2 separate regions of the Mus musculus genome follow, and region 1 is linked to region 2. The links are chromatin contacts, called in public ChIA-PET maps. All regions are on one chromosome and are shown on one strand. Each heading gives the region's core, a stretch centred on a gene start, on an enhancer-like site or on the middle of the called end of the contact. The rest is flanking DNA. Distances are from core to core; before and after follow the strand shown. Region 1 has its middle 5.9 kb from the start of Gm35520. Region 2 overlaps Mfhas1 (malignant fibrous histiocytoma amplified sequence 1).

What was found. ChIA-PET counts read pairs in DNA pulled down with a chosen protein or histone mark.
Region 1: a contact with region 2 is called in an RNA polymerase II ChIA-PET map of memory CD8 T cells, with 26 read pairs. The contact joins two enhancer-like sites. A contact is called at or near these places in 2 of 484 Hi-C or Micro-C datasets (CD4 T cells and CD8 T cells) and 3 of 115 datasets of contacts at active chromatin or transcription factors (large pre-B cells, memory CD8 T cells and pancreatic cancer cells).

What each region holds. Positions count from the first base shown.
Region 1 is chr8:36,179,822-36,185,368 of GRCm38.p6, reverse strand. No RefSeq gene overlaps it. Among named protein-coding and RNA genes, the nearest start is that of Gm35520, 5.9 kb to the left of the region's middle. Within about 2 kb of position 2,953, at least 59 of the 459 cell types and tissues checked have an H3K27ac peak or open chromatin away from gene starts, as enhancers often do. A contact at or near this core is called in memory CD8 T cells, where this site is marked.
Region 2 is chr8:35,674,782-35,680,771 of GRCm38.p6, reverse strand. Mfhas1 (malignant fibrous histiocytoma amplified sequence 1) reads right to left here. Exons shown (of 3, transcript NM_001081279.2): 3 at 1,323-4,042. The coding sequence ends at 4,009. Among named protein-coding and RNA genes, the nearest start is that of 1700015I17Rik, 42 kb to the left of the region's middle. Within about 2 kb of position 1,676, at least 53 of the 459 cell types and tissues checked have an H3K27ac peak or open chromatin away from gene starts, as enhancers often do. A contact at or near this core is called in memory CD8 T cells, where this site is marked.

The sequences.
Region 1 (5,547 bases), core at 1,704-4,203, 500 kb before region 2:
GGCATCTGCAGGGGACTGTGTTCTGCTGAGTCGGCTCAAGCATAAAACGAGAAGTTTCCATCAAAGTCAAGTTAAGATTGATGTTAATTTACAAGTTTTCAGTTGGATTGCCCTGGGGCTAAGAGATCGTGAACATTCTTGGGCCAGATGTTCCCACTCTAGAGTGATAGTCATTTTCTGGTTATTTGGGAAAAAAAAAACTGAGTTGGCTTCTGGAACATTTATCTAAGTACATGGCAGGACCAGGAAATATGTCTATTGACATTCGAAATTAAAAAAAAAATGTTTGCAGCTAGAAGAAAAACAGGAAAAAAATGCAGTGTTTCTTAAAACGGAGTCTCTCGGATGCTGATAGACACATCTCATCTGAACTGTGGACAGCGTTTCTGTTTTCTGTTTCAGTAGCATAGATGGAAATTAGCCAAAAAAAAAAAAAACCCAGAAATTTAAAATTACTATAAAACTGCTCTCGATTTTTCTAATTAAAGAGCAGGTTAGTCTGCTTCATAGAAGGGCTAAATTAGAGAACACCTAATAAGAAATACAACTTAAGGCAACCCCTGGCAGGAGAAGGTGAGTCAAATTAAAAGACTGAGGTTTTCTTTTTCAATACTAATAAAGAAGGCCCTTTTAAGTCATTCATTACTCCACATAAAGCCTTCTACTGGACTGCTTTCCTGTATTCTTTTATAGAAAGTACATTCACTTTAATATTTATGTAGACTAAGCGTGCCCCTTCTTTGATGATCACTAACTGGCTATGTGGCCTCTCTGGAGTGACACCAAAACCTAAATCAAGAGTCCAAACTAATGTTACATTGGCTGTTTCAATACTGTGGTAGTTAGAGTTCAAATCAACAAACCCTGTTTGCTTTGCCAATAACAAGACTGGTAGAGTTGCTGGCTTTGGGGAGACATAGCATTTAATATTTTCAGAAGAAAAAAGAAAAAAAAATCGAGTGTAACAATGCACATTTCGAATGTGGCCACCAGAGGTCTACTGACACTGCAGAGCGAGCAGGCTGCAGGAGCGTGGGCGCAGACTGGTGCATGCGTACTCTGCCTGGTGGGGCCAGAGACTCTCCAGCCCTGCCCTGGTCTGCTGAGTCAGAGCTGCTCTGTAACCCCCACAGGTGACTCAAGTATGCGAGGGAGTGTGAGAAAGACTGCTGCCAGGGTTGAAAAGGAAATGTGGTGTATCCCGTGTGTGATGGAGATTAAGATATTTAAAAGTCCAGGCAAAGGCAGGGCATGGAGGCACCCATATTTAATTCCAGCATGTGGGCAGGAGGCAGAGGCAGGTGGATCTCCTAGTTCAAAGCCAGTCTGGTCTACTAGTGAGTTACAGGACAGTCAAGGCTAAACAGTGAACACACCTCACCACCCGCGCCTCTCTCTCTCTCTCTCTCTCTCTCTCCCCCTCCCTCTCCCCCTCTCCCTCCCTCCCCCCTCTCTCCTCCCTCCCCCTCTCTCTCTTTCTCCCTCCCTCCCTTCTCTCTTCTCTCCCTCCCTCTCCCCTTCTTCCCCATTTCCCCCTCCCTCTCCCCCTCTTCCCCTTTCCTCCCTCCTCCCCATATTTCTCTCTCTCTCCCTCCCTCCCTCCCTCTCCCCCTCTTCCTCATTTCCCCCTCCCTCTTCCCCTTTCCTCCTCTCCCCCCCCCCACTTTAAACATTTTTCCTAACAATGTTACAACTCAAAAGCTATTTTCTTTTCAAAACGTTCTACCTGGACCTGGTGCCACAGAACTGTCATCACACATCTTGAGATCAAGAGGCAGGAAGGATCACAAGGTCAAGGCCTGCCTGGGCTACAGAGTGAACTCATATCAAACAAGACTGCCTCAAAATAAAAGATTAACATGGGTTTGGAGGTATAGATCGGTGGTAGAATATTTACTTGGCATGTGTAATGCCCTAGCTTCAAACTCTGGTACAAAATCATTTAAGTGACCAAGGCTGTATTTTTAATTTGCAATTTAGCTTCCAGATATTTGAAGATGAAGAAGCTCTAAATATCACCTAACATGTACAGGTCTAAATGTTCTCGTTTAACAGAAGAAATTATCTGACCAGGACTGAAGTGGCATTCCACGCTCAATATAAGATAGTTAGCTGTCTTTAACTAGAACCAAGTTCTCCAGAGGTGTCCCTGAGGCTGCAGGACCTCACTCTTGTATGGAGGTGGGGCTAAGCTAGGGAAGCATCATGGGAAGGGCAGGCTTTGTCCATCAATCAAGATGTGCAGAGCCCTGGACTCAGAGGTTCCTCTCCTACTCCAATGTGCCAGGATTCCTTCAAGTATATCGAGACTGTTAGACTGATTTTTCTCTGTTCCCCATATTTCTCAGGGACAGGGATGTCTCCATGGTTCTCTGTGTTACCATCAGTATACTCCCAACAACTCTGTCTTCACAGAATACATATCCAGTCACTGAGTCTGTGTCTCTCTCTCTCTCTCTCCCTCTCTCTCTCTCTCTCTCCCCCTCTCTCTCTCTCTCTCCCTCTCTCTGTCTTTCTCTGTAGACCTGGCTGACCTCGAACTCCCGGTGTAGATCAAGCCCACAGAGGTCAGCCTGCCTTTCACTGTAAAGGCATGCAACACCACACTGGGCTCTCACTTGGCTCTTCCTTAAATCAATCCAGCCAGCACTCATAGCCTCCCCTTCGCTGCCATCCTCCCAAACCACTGTACTTTCCCTTTAAATGGATTAGGCATAACTCCAATATCTACCACCTCTCTGTACAACACGCTACCGCCATGGTTCTGCTGGATCTTCCGCTCAGTGGCCTATGTCTTCCTTCTTACCTGGGAGGGAAGTTGGATTTAGAGGCTGATCAATCTCCAAGTAACCTGGGAACGAGACCACCCAAAGGAACCTATCAGCTAAGAGCGTCAAATTTCAACCTGTGGTTTTCAAGTCACACATACAGCAAACATTCTATTTTTGATACCCTTGTGGTTAGAACATTTCGCAGAATCTCTTCTACTTTCCCCTAGTCCCACCACAACCATGAGTAGCACAGAGAGAGCCACGCCTTGCCTTTTCTTCCAGGCAAGATCTTTCTTCGTTCAAACTAAGCTTGTCACCGAGGAGGAACAGCGCTGTGACAGGTTCTCAGGTGGGATTCTCACCATGCTCAGGTTCTAGGCATATGAAAAAGTTTGGGTCTCGCCTATGTTAGATCTGGTTGGCTATCTGTATGCACAGAGAACATGTTGGTCTGCCCAAGAAAGTCTTTATACACCTCTGGGGTGTTTTGAATGAAAATGGCACCCCGAGGCTCACAGGAAGCACCACTGTTAGGAAGTCTGGCCTTATGGGAGGAAGTGTATCACTTCGGATGGGCTTTGAGGTTTCATTTGCTCAAGTCAGACCCAGTGTCTTAGTTAGGGTTTTACTGCTGTGAACAGACAGCATGACCAAGGCAACTCTTATACAGAACAACATTCAACTGGGGCTGGCTTACAGGTTCAGAGGTTCAGTCCATCATCATCGAGGCAGGAACATGGCAGCATCCAGTCAGGCATGGTGGAGGAGATCTTCATCTGAAGGCTACTAGCAGAATACTGACTTCCAGGCAGCTAGGATGAGGGTGTTAAAGCCCACACCCACAGTGGCATACCTACTCCAACAAGGCCATACCTACTTCAACAGGGCCACACCCTCTAAGTGCCTCTCCCCAGGTCAAGCATATACAAACCATCCCAGAGCCCCCAATGAAATGTTTTCCTTTATAAAAGCTGCCACTGTCATGGTGTCTCTTCATACCCATAGAAAGCCTAACTAAGACAGCCTTTTGTGGCTTTTCTATAGGCAAGTTGCCTCAGTTTTCTGCCCATCTCCTACTTGTTCTACAAGAGTCTTCTAAGATCCATTTTGCTTCCGTCAGATCTTTGTTGCATCCAGAAGCTGTTTCCTAGTAAAAATAGGCTAACCGTGTCCAGGCTACAGAAAGAGAAAGAATGAGAAGGAAGACCAAAGCAGTCAAGTAATCCTAACAAGATGCTCTAGGTCTCACAGGACATGGGTATGGGGTCCGCTGATGACTGTTTGTGGTAGTCACTGAAGTTTCTCTCAAGGTAAGGATATTTAATATGCACCTTGTCTTGGAAAGAATCTTCCATCCAGGTATACTTCATTGACACATGTTTAAGCACTTTGAAAGCCCCGTTAAAAATCCATTAAAATTACTATTGACGTTGGTGTTCTTAATATAAGTTTGGCTGATGTCACTGGGCAGTGGTGGAACATGCCTTTAATCCCAGCACTTGGGAGGTAGAGACAGGGGGATTTCTGAGTTTGAGGCCAACATGGTCTACAGAGTGAGTTCCAGGACAGCCAGGGTTACACAGAGAAACCCTGTCTTAAAGCCTCCCCCCCCCCAAAAAAAGTATGGCTGATGCCCCACTTCCTGTAAATAAGCAAGACTATGGGGGATAGGCTAGTTTGACTCCCTATCAGCTGTTGAACTCTCCTTTGCTGCCCTTAATGTCTTGATAAAAAAGACTGTCAATCAAAGCTGCTGGCCAAGACTACCTTTGTGCCAGCATCAGCCTCTGTGAGTGGCTTGAGAAAGCCATGCAGTAATAGCTGCTTGCTTTGACTTCTGAAGGTGCAGCTGCATACTGAGCTACTCAAAACAGTTTGTACCAGATGGCTTTTGCTATCACAAGCCTCGGTGAACTTCATTTCTACCTAAGCAGGTGATGGGGTGAGGGGGCATGTCCCCTGATGAACCAGCAGAAGGCCTGTGACTGATGCTAAAGAGACAATGCTATGATTGGTACAGACACAAGCCTTCATTTACATATGGGGGTATGCTGTGATTGGTGCAGACACAAGCCTTCATTTACATGTGGGGGTATGCTGTGATTGGTGCAGTCACAAGCCTTCACTTACATGTAAAGTGTGTTGTGATGGGAACAGACACTCATTCTCTGGCAGCCTGCTTTAGATCATTTAGTGAATCTGCTAGGAGACAGCATCGAGGACATCCTGATGTAACGTCAAGCCTGATAAAAAAATGAAAAGCTTCTCTCAGGCAGCCTTTTCTTTCCTATGTTCAGAATGCAGATAAAACCAGTAACACAAAGAAAAGGGCAGCATGCTGACTGTGAGAGAGGAGGCAGTATTGCTAGAGCAGCACCCATAGCTGGCTCAGCTGCAAATGTGGCAAGAGGACTGGATGCTTGACAGCTGAATAAGAAAGAAGCAGCTAGACAGTTCAAGGGAATGGTAAGGATGGGAGCCAGTGGGATGCAGGAGGTTGAGAGGACAGAGTCAGACTGACCAAGGCTTGACGACTATAAAGAGCCACAGATGTGAAACAGCAAGCCTTGGCCACTGGAAGAGTTCTAGAGGCTCTGAGCAAGAGTCTGGGACACTCCAGACCTGGAAGCTGCAGCACTGACCACTGGTAAGAGTTGAGGCACCCTGATGCCTAGATCTATCAAAGATGCTCTAATGCTCACCGAGGCCAAAGCCTGGCAACGCCTACTCCCTAGGCCGGGGAAATGTAACGCTTGAAAGCCAAGGATCCAAGGCT
Region 2 (5,990 bases), core at 427-2,926:
AAGAACTCTGAAGTATCTTGCTACAACCCAGGCGCGAATTGTTGACATATGTTCAAAATCTGCTCTCCCCGAGCAGAAGCAGGCAGCAGTAAGGATGGGTGTCAGAACTTGCCTGGGTTCTGCTGTGAGGGCAAGCCACCCCACCAGAAACACACCTCTTTTTTTCATGGCAGGTGGCTTCAGATATTTTACCGTAGAGGTATATGGTAACTATACTATAGAGGTGCATTTGAACCCGGTACCCAATACTAAAAGAAAAAGTTCCTTTTCAGAACATTTTGAAGGAGAACATTCTGGTCTAAGCTGGTTCCTCGGTTCCCAGGTCCTCTGGGCAGGGCTTGGATATGTCTGGTTTGCCTGCATTTTCCTTTCCATGTCTTTTGTGTTGTTGTTGTTGTTTTGTTTTTCAAGACAAGGTTCTTCTGTGTAGCCCTGGCTGTCCTGGAACTCACTCTGTAGACCAGGCTGGCCTCGAACTCAAAAATCCACCTGTCTCTGCCTCCCGAGTGCTGGGATTAAAGGCATGCGCCACAACTGCCCGGCTCCTTTTCAAGTCTTATCTTCCTTTAAAACAAACAAGCAAGCAGACAGACAGAGGAACGGAGCTTCTGAGAGGTCCCTCAGGGACCTGTAATTCCAGCCTTCTGGAGTGTTCCTAGACAGAATTTACAAGCTTCGGCAGGATTCCTGTGCTGAGCCTTAAAAAGGAAGCCCAGGGAGTGGGAACTTCCAAAGCCATCACACATCAGTAAGCTCCAATTTAGACGCACAATGGCTCATTGGGGAAGAAATCTGACTTAACAGACAGATGGTACTGGGCTCGGGCTGTGGTTGAGTAGTGGGGCACTTGCCTGGCATATGCAAGGCCCTGGGTTCAGCTCCCAGTCCCAAAAGACAGAGCCAATGCTTCCGAAACAGAGAAGAGAGTTTTGGGAGAGACGTAGGCCAGGGAGATGACTCAGTAGGTGAAGGCACCTGGCAGGCCCAAGCTTGCCCCCCTAAATCTCATCCCTAGGAGCTAGATGGCGAATTGAGCAAACCAGCTTTCCACGGTTGACCTCTGACTTCCACATGCGTATTGTGGCACTCCCCACCCCACCCCCACATTCACAAATAAAGTAAGTGGAGTGAAAAATAACTAAAACAGTGGCTCTTACAGCTTTTTTCCCCTTTGGGGACTCAAACAGATGAGAGCAGCAGACTCTTCTTCCTGTAGCTCAAATTTGAGCTAAGAACACAAAATTGCCACTCCTTTTAACTGGTAAAACTAAACCAATAACCAAACCAACCCGGAAATAATGAAATGCTGGAGCTACCACGGCTTAACCATTTCATTGTGTTTTTATTGTTTTTTTTGTTTTGTTTTGTTTTTGTTTTGTTTTTTAACTTCTGCCCCGTTAGGACAATGAACTGGGAAACCACAATTACAATTCACAGACTGCAGCATGAAAAACACACACTCCACTGGAATCCCAACAAGCCCTTCCTCTTTATTCATTCAAAAGAGTCCAGCGCACACGTCAAACATGAGCACTGTCGGATTTTTTGTCTTGTTTTGTTTTGTTTTTTTTTCCTTAGAAGGGGGAAACATTTATTCTGGCAGCACTTGTACAATCCCAGGAAGTGGTTTTGATACCGTTAGTTGTAAGAATAGAAACCATAACAAACTCGGAGCGCATTTGAGAGGCACGGGGCTCCTTGGGTAGAACGAATTCCTCTTGTGCTTAGTGGATGGCCCCTCAGCTGCTGGCTGCTGAGTCTTCCCAGGTGTGAAATAAGGAAACAGAATTTCTCATACAGCCGCCGCTGAAATTCTTCTGGGGCAAGGTGGCTTCTGTATCTCAGCCCTTCCCCCCCACACTGAGGCAAGTTCTCACGCTTTGCTGGAGCTTTCTCGGGCACGTGACCCTCTGATCGTGCCCACCCTAGCCACGATACATGACCGCCAAGGTTCCCTCATCTACGATGCTTCTCTAGGGTTCAGATGACAACACACAACATCACTTGTCAGAAAGTAACAGATATTCAGAACATGGGCATCTGTGTTTATGAAAAGAGCATCCATGGGCAGGGTATGCTCTCCCAAGGAGCCTTCTTCTGATTTGACATGGCCCTCTGGGAAGTAAACCCAAAATCATAGCGGACATTGAACTTTGCTGACTTGACAGTTTCAGAACTGTTTGGTGCCAATTTAAAAAAAAACAAAAACAAAAACAAAAAGCCAATAACAACAAAATAAACTATTGCCCAATAATTCAGTGGTCTACAAAGGAAGGGGAATGCTAACCCTCTGGTTTACACTTGCACACATACACATGAGACCTATGACAGAAGAGATCAACCAGATTCTTACCCATCCTGCAACTGTGTCCTAAAAGGAAAAAGACATTTTAAACTGGACTTGTCATGTTCAAGTATTCAAAACATAGAGAGAGAGAGAGAGACAATCCCTACTAGATTCTGATTTCTGAGAAATTGCCTCCACATAACGGGCTCCGGGGGGCAGGGAAGTCAACTGAACAGATTCAACACGAATCTTATTTGTAACGCCTCAAGAAGTGCAGTCGCCTGCTTGTATTCCTTCCTCTTAAAGATTCGTGGCAACTGCCTGTGCTGTGACATTCTAGGAGTCAATATTTTAGAATACAGGTGACAGAGTAAGAAGAGCTGACACACTTTTCTTGTGGGGAACAGTCAGTTTGACATGTTTCCTGTCAACACACGGAGGAGGCGGATGTAAACACAGTCCTTTACAGTCTTCAGAGAATGTGTCTCTACTGCAACACGTGCTGTTTGGCCCTAACCAGGAGGACACTGGAGAGCAATTTGTAGAGTTTGTTTTTAAGTGTTTAACCTCCTAGAGGTTTCAAAACAATGGTTCTACTAGGACCTTGGCTGCAGACTTCCTCCAAGTGGCTCTGCATGAATAAACAGCCAATGAGGGATGGAGCCCTGAAAGAGGATGCTCCTTTCAGGAAGGCTACCAATCAGATGGAGAGGTTCACAGAGGGCTCTGCAAAATCATGCACGCTGTTCCCGGGGTCAGGGAGACAGGGGGGGGGGGCGGGGGGGTGCATAGCAGGAGAACAGCTGCAAGATTTAGAACTGAACTCAGATTATCTCAAGTTGTTCCAAGATTCGGGTTTTCAGAGATTCGTCACCTCGTCTGGCCTCTAGGAACGCACCCCTCAGCCTCAGTGGTCATGGGTGGAGACAGAACAGCTATCATTCTACCACCATGTCCAGTGACTAGCAAGCAGGGAGGTGTGATGAAAAGGTGGGAGGGGACTCTGTCTCCATGGGCTGAACGCCACTGGGGAGTATTAAGAGTTCTAGGAACCAACCTTGAACCTAGCTATGGACTCCGAGGGAGAGGCTAGCTTTTTCTGTTCTTTGCAGTTGAGTGGGTGGGCAAAAGGACTACGAGAAGAACCCAAGGTCTGACACTAAAAGACACCAGCCCCATCTTGGCACAACTCTCATGCAGAATATTGCACCCAGTGTTCACTCATGCTAGAAGCGTCCAACTGTATAAATTTAAATGTATTTTGCATATTATAAAAATAAAGATTAACATATACATATCTTACACTAGTTACGGAACGGCAATGAACGTCAGTTGATCCCTCCTTCACATTGAACAAGAAACTGAAATCTGAGTGCCGCCTGGCCTGGAGCTATGGCTCATGTGTACACAGAAAACACAATCCCTGAGAAGCCTGTTAACTTTTTTCTTTTTTCTTCTTTTCTTCAAGTAGCTTTCTCCTTGGAGGATCACAGTTCTGAGGTTCGGGTTGTGAAACATTCGCTCCATGTTTGCTCCCATCTTCCCAGCCCCCTCCAACCCCTCCAAGGGTCCTCTGCAAGCACCCCAGTGTGCATGCGCGGTTTCACTCTGGGCCCCGGAAGGCGCTTGGGAGTACGGCAGGAGGCTCGCCAGGGGCGGGAGATGTCCCAGTCGGTCCCATGCCCTGTATTAACTCCATGAAAATTCCACAGGCGCGGATGTCACTGGTTTCTGTGCTTCTCACCAACGTTCTTCCTAGATGGGATGAGAAGACAAAATGACAACAGTCTCGGTTATAAGGAAAAAGAGCAGATATTAGAAACGAGTCGTCTGCACAGATTTCCATGCCTACTTCTAAAATTCTCTGTGAACGAGGATGTCAGGCTCCTGATGACCCACCGAGTAAATAGTCTTCTTAGCAGTTAGATTGGTCAAATGTTTGTGATGCTATGCGTAGGTCAGCCATAAGCGGGGACCAACACTAATTGCTAGGACCCCTTACCAGACGGGAACTTTACAGATGAACTAGCTTCGTAATAAGCAAGCACAGCCTCTAAACACAGACTCGCTTCCTTAGGAAACACACACGGACACGTGACTAACCATCCCCCACCCCAGGCTCAGAAATACAGGCCTCAACCTGAGCTTATCTGCCTACCGCCACTAAACATGCTTTTATTTAGTGTTCCAAGCAAGGGTGTTAGCCCAAATCCTGGGTGTCTGAGCATGGCTTGAATATACTGTGGCACTCTCGGCCAAATAAATAATGGCGTTTGCTTGAAACAGAACAGAGCTGAGAAGGTCAGATATCTCTGGCTTTTATTTTAGCTTTCTACAGTGCTAGGCGGTGGAATTTTTCTAAGTGTTTTAATGACACTTAATGGCATATAAAGGCAAGGCAAGGAAAAGGACTATGGTTTGCCCCGCCCCCACTCCATCTCTCTCAATGCTTTTTTATTGCAGAGGCGGGTGACTCGCTATCCACCTAATATGCCTTTCAGCCCAGACACAAGCAGCTTAGTCAGTGCACTATCGCTATCACCCAAACCAGGAGCCTCCTGACTCCTGCATACACACCAGGGACGACACTTTTCCTTGTAGTACAGTATAGCTCCTATTTTCAATATTTTACCCATCCCATCAGGTCCTGGGGGGAAGATACCCAAGGGTTAAGGCATAGCTGGGTCTTATTATATAGGACATGCAAGACTCCAGAAGTATGTCTGATTGGTAGAATAGAGGTCAGTTTTGGGGGGCTTTGAAGAATTTCATATTTCTTTGGCACTGAGCCATATGAAAATGTATGAAAACCTAGCAGTATAATAAACTGGTAACAAAGGTCTTGAAACCACCTCAAATTCTAGTAATAATGCGATACATCTAGCTGTAAGAGGATGGCCATATGAACACACACGTCTCATTCAGGCAGTTAATGGCGCGGTGTGGCCGCCAGCTCTCGGTTCATGTGGCAGCAACTGTTTTTCCTCAGCGACTATAATGAACTTTCAGAAATGCAGACAGTTATGTCTACTGTCTGTTCTCCCGAGCCACACATGGATCTGAGAAACACAAGATCGCCTAACCTAGGCTGCTAAGGGGGACATTCCCGTCACCACTTGCAACATTGCTTACATTGTGATGGCTCTTGTTAACTGTCCACTCGGCGGATTCTAGAATCACCGGTGAGTAGGGCCTGGAGGAGATTATCTTGATTTCTTTAATGAAGGAAGGAAGACCCGCCCATTGCGGGAGGGACCATTCTTTGGCTGAGATTCTGGCCAATGTCAGTAGAGAACTAAGCAACAGCCAGCACTGAAAGCTTGACTGTGATTGGCCAGCAGCTTTCAGAACTTATTGCGGTCAGGGTCAGTCACTACCTCTCCATGATAACCTGTATCTTGAACCATGAGCCACAATAAACCCTTTTTCCCTAAAGCTGCTTTTGATCACGGAATTGTATCACAACAACAGGACACGCCGATCCCTCTCTTCACCCATCAAATCTCCAACCTTCTCTACCTTACTGCTTTTCCAACTCAGCGAGCCACCCCAGCCCTTCGAGGTTCACCCCAAATACCACTTCCTGAACCTTTACCTGGTATTTCCTACTACTGTTCTCAGTGCTATTCATAACGTATCATCAAATTTCTATTTCAACCTGGAGTGCCTTTCTTGTCTGGCTACTTCTTTGGTTCCCACTCTG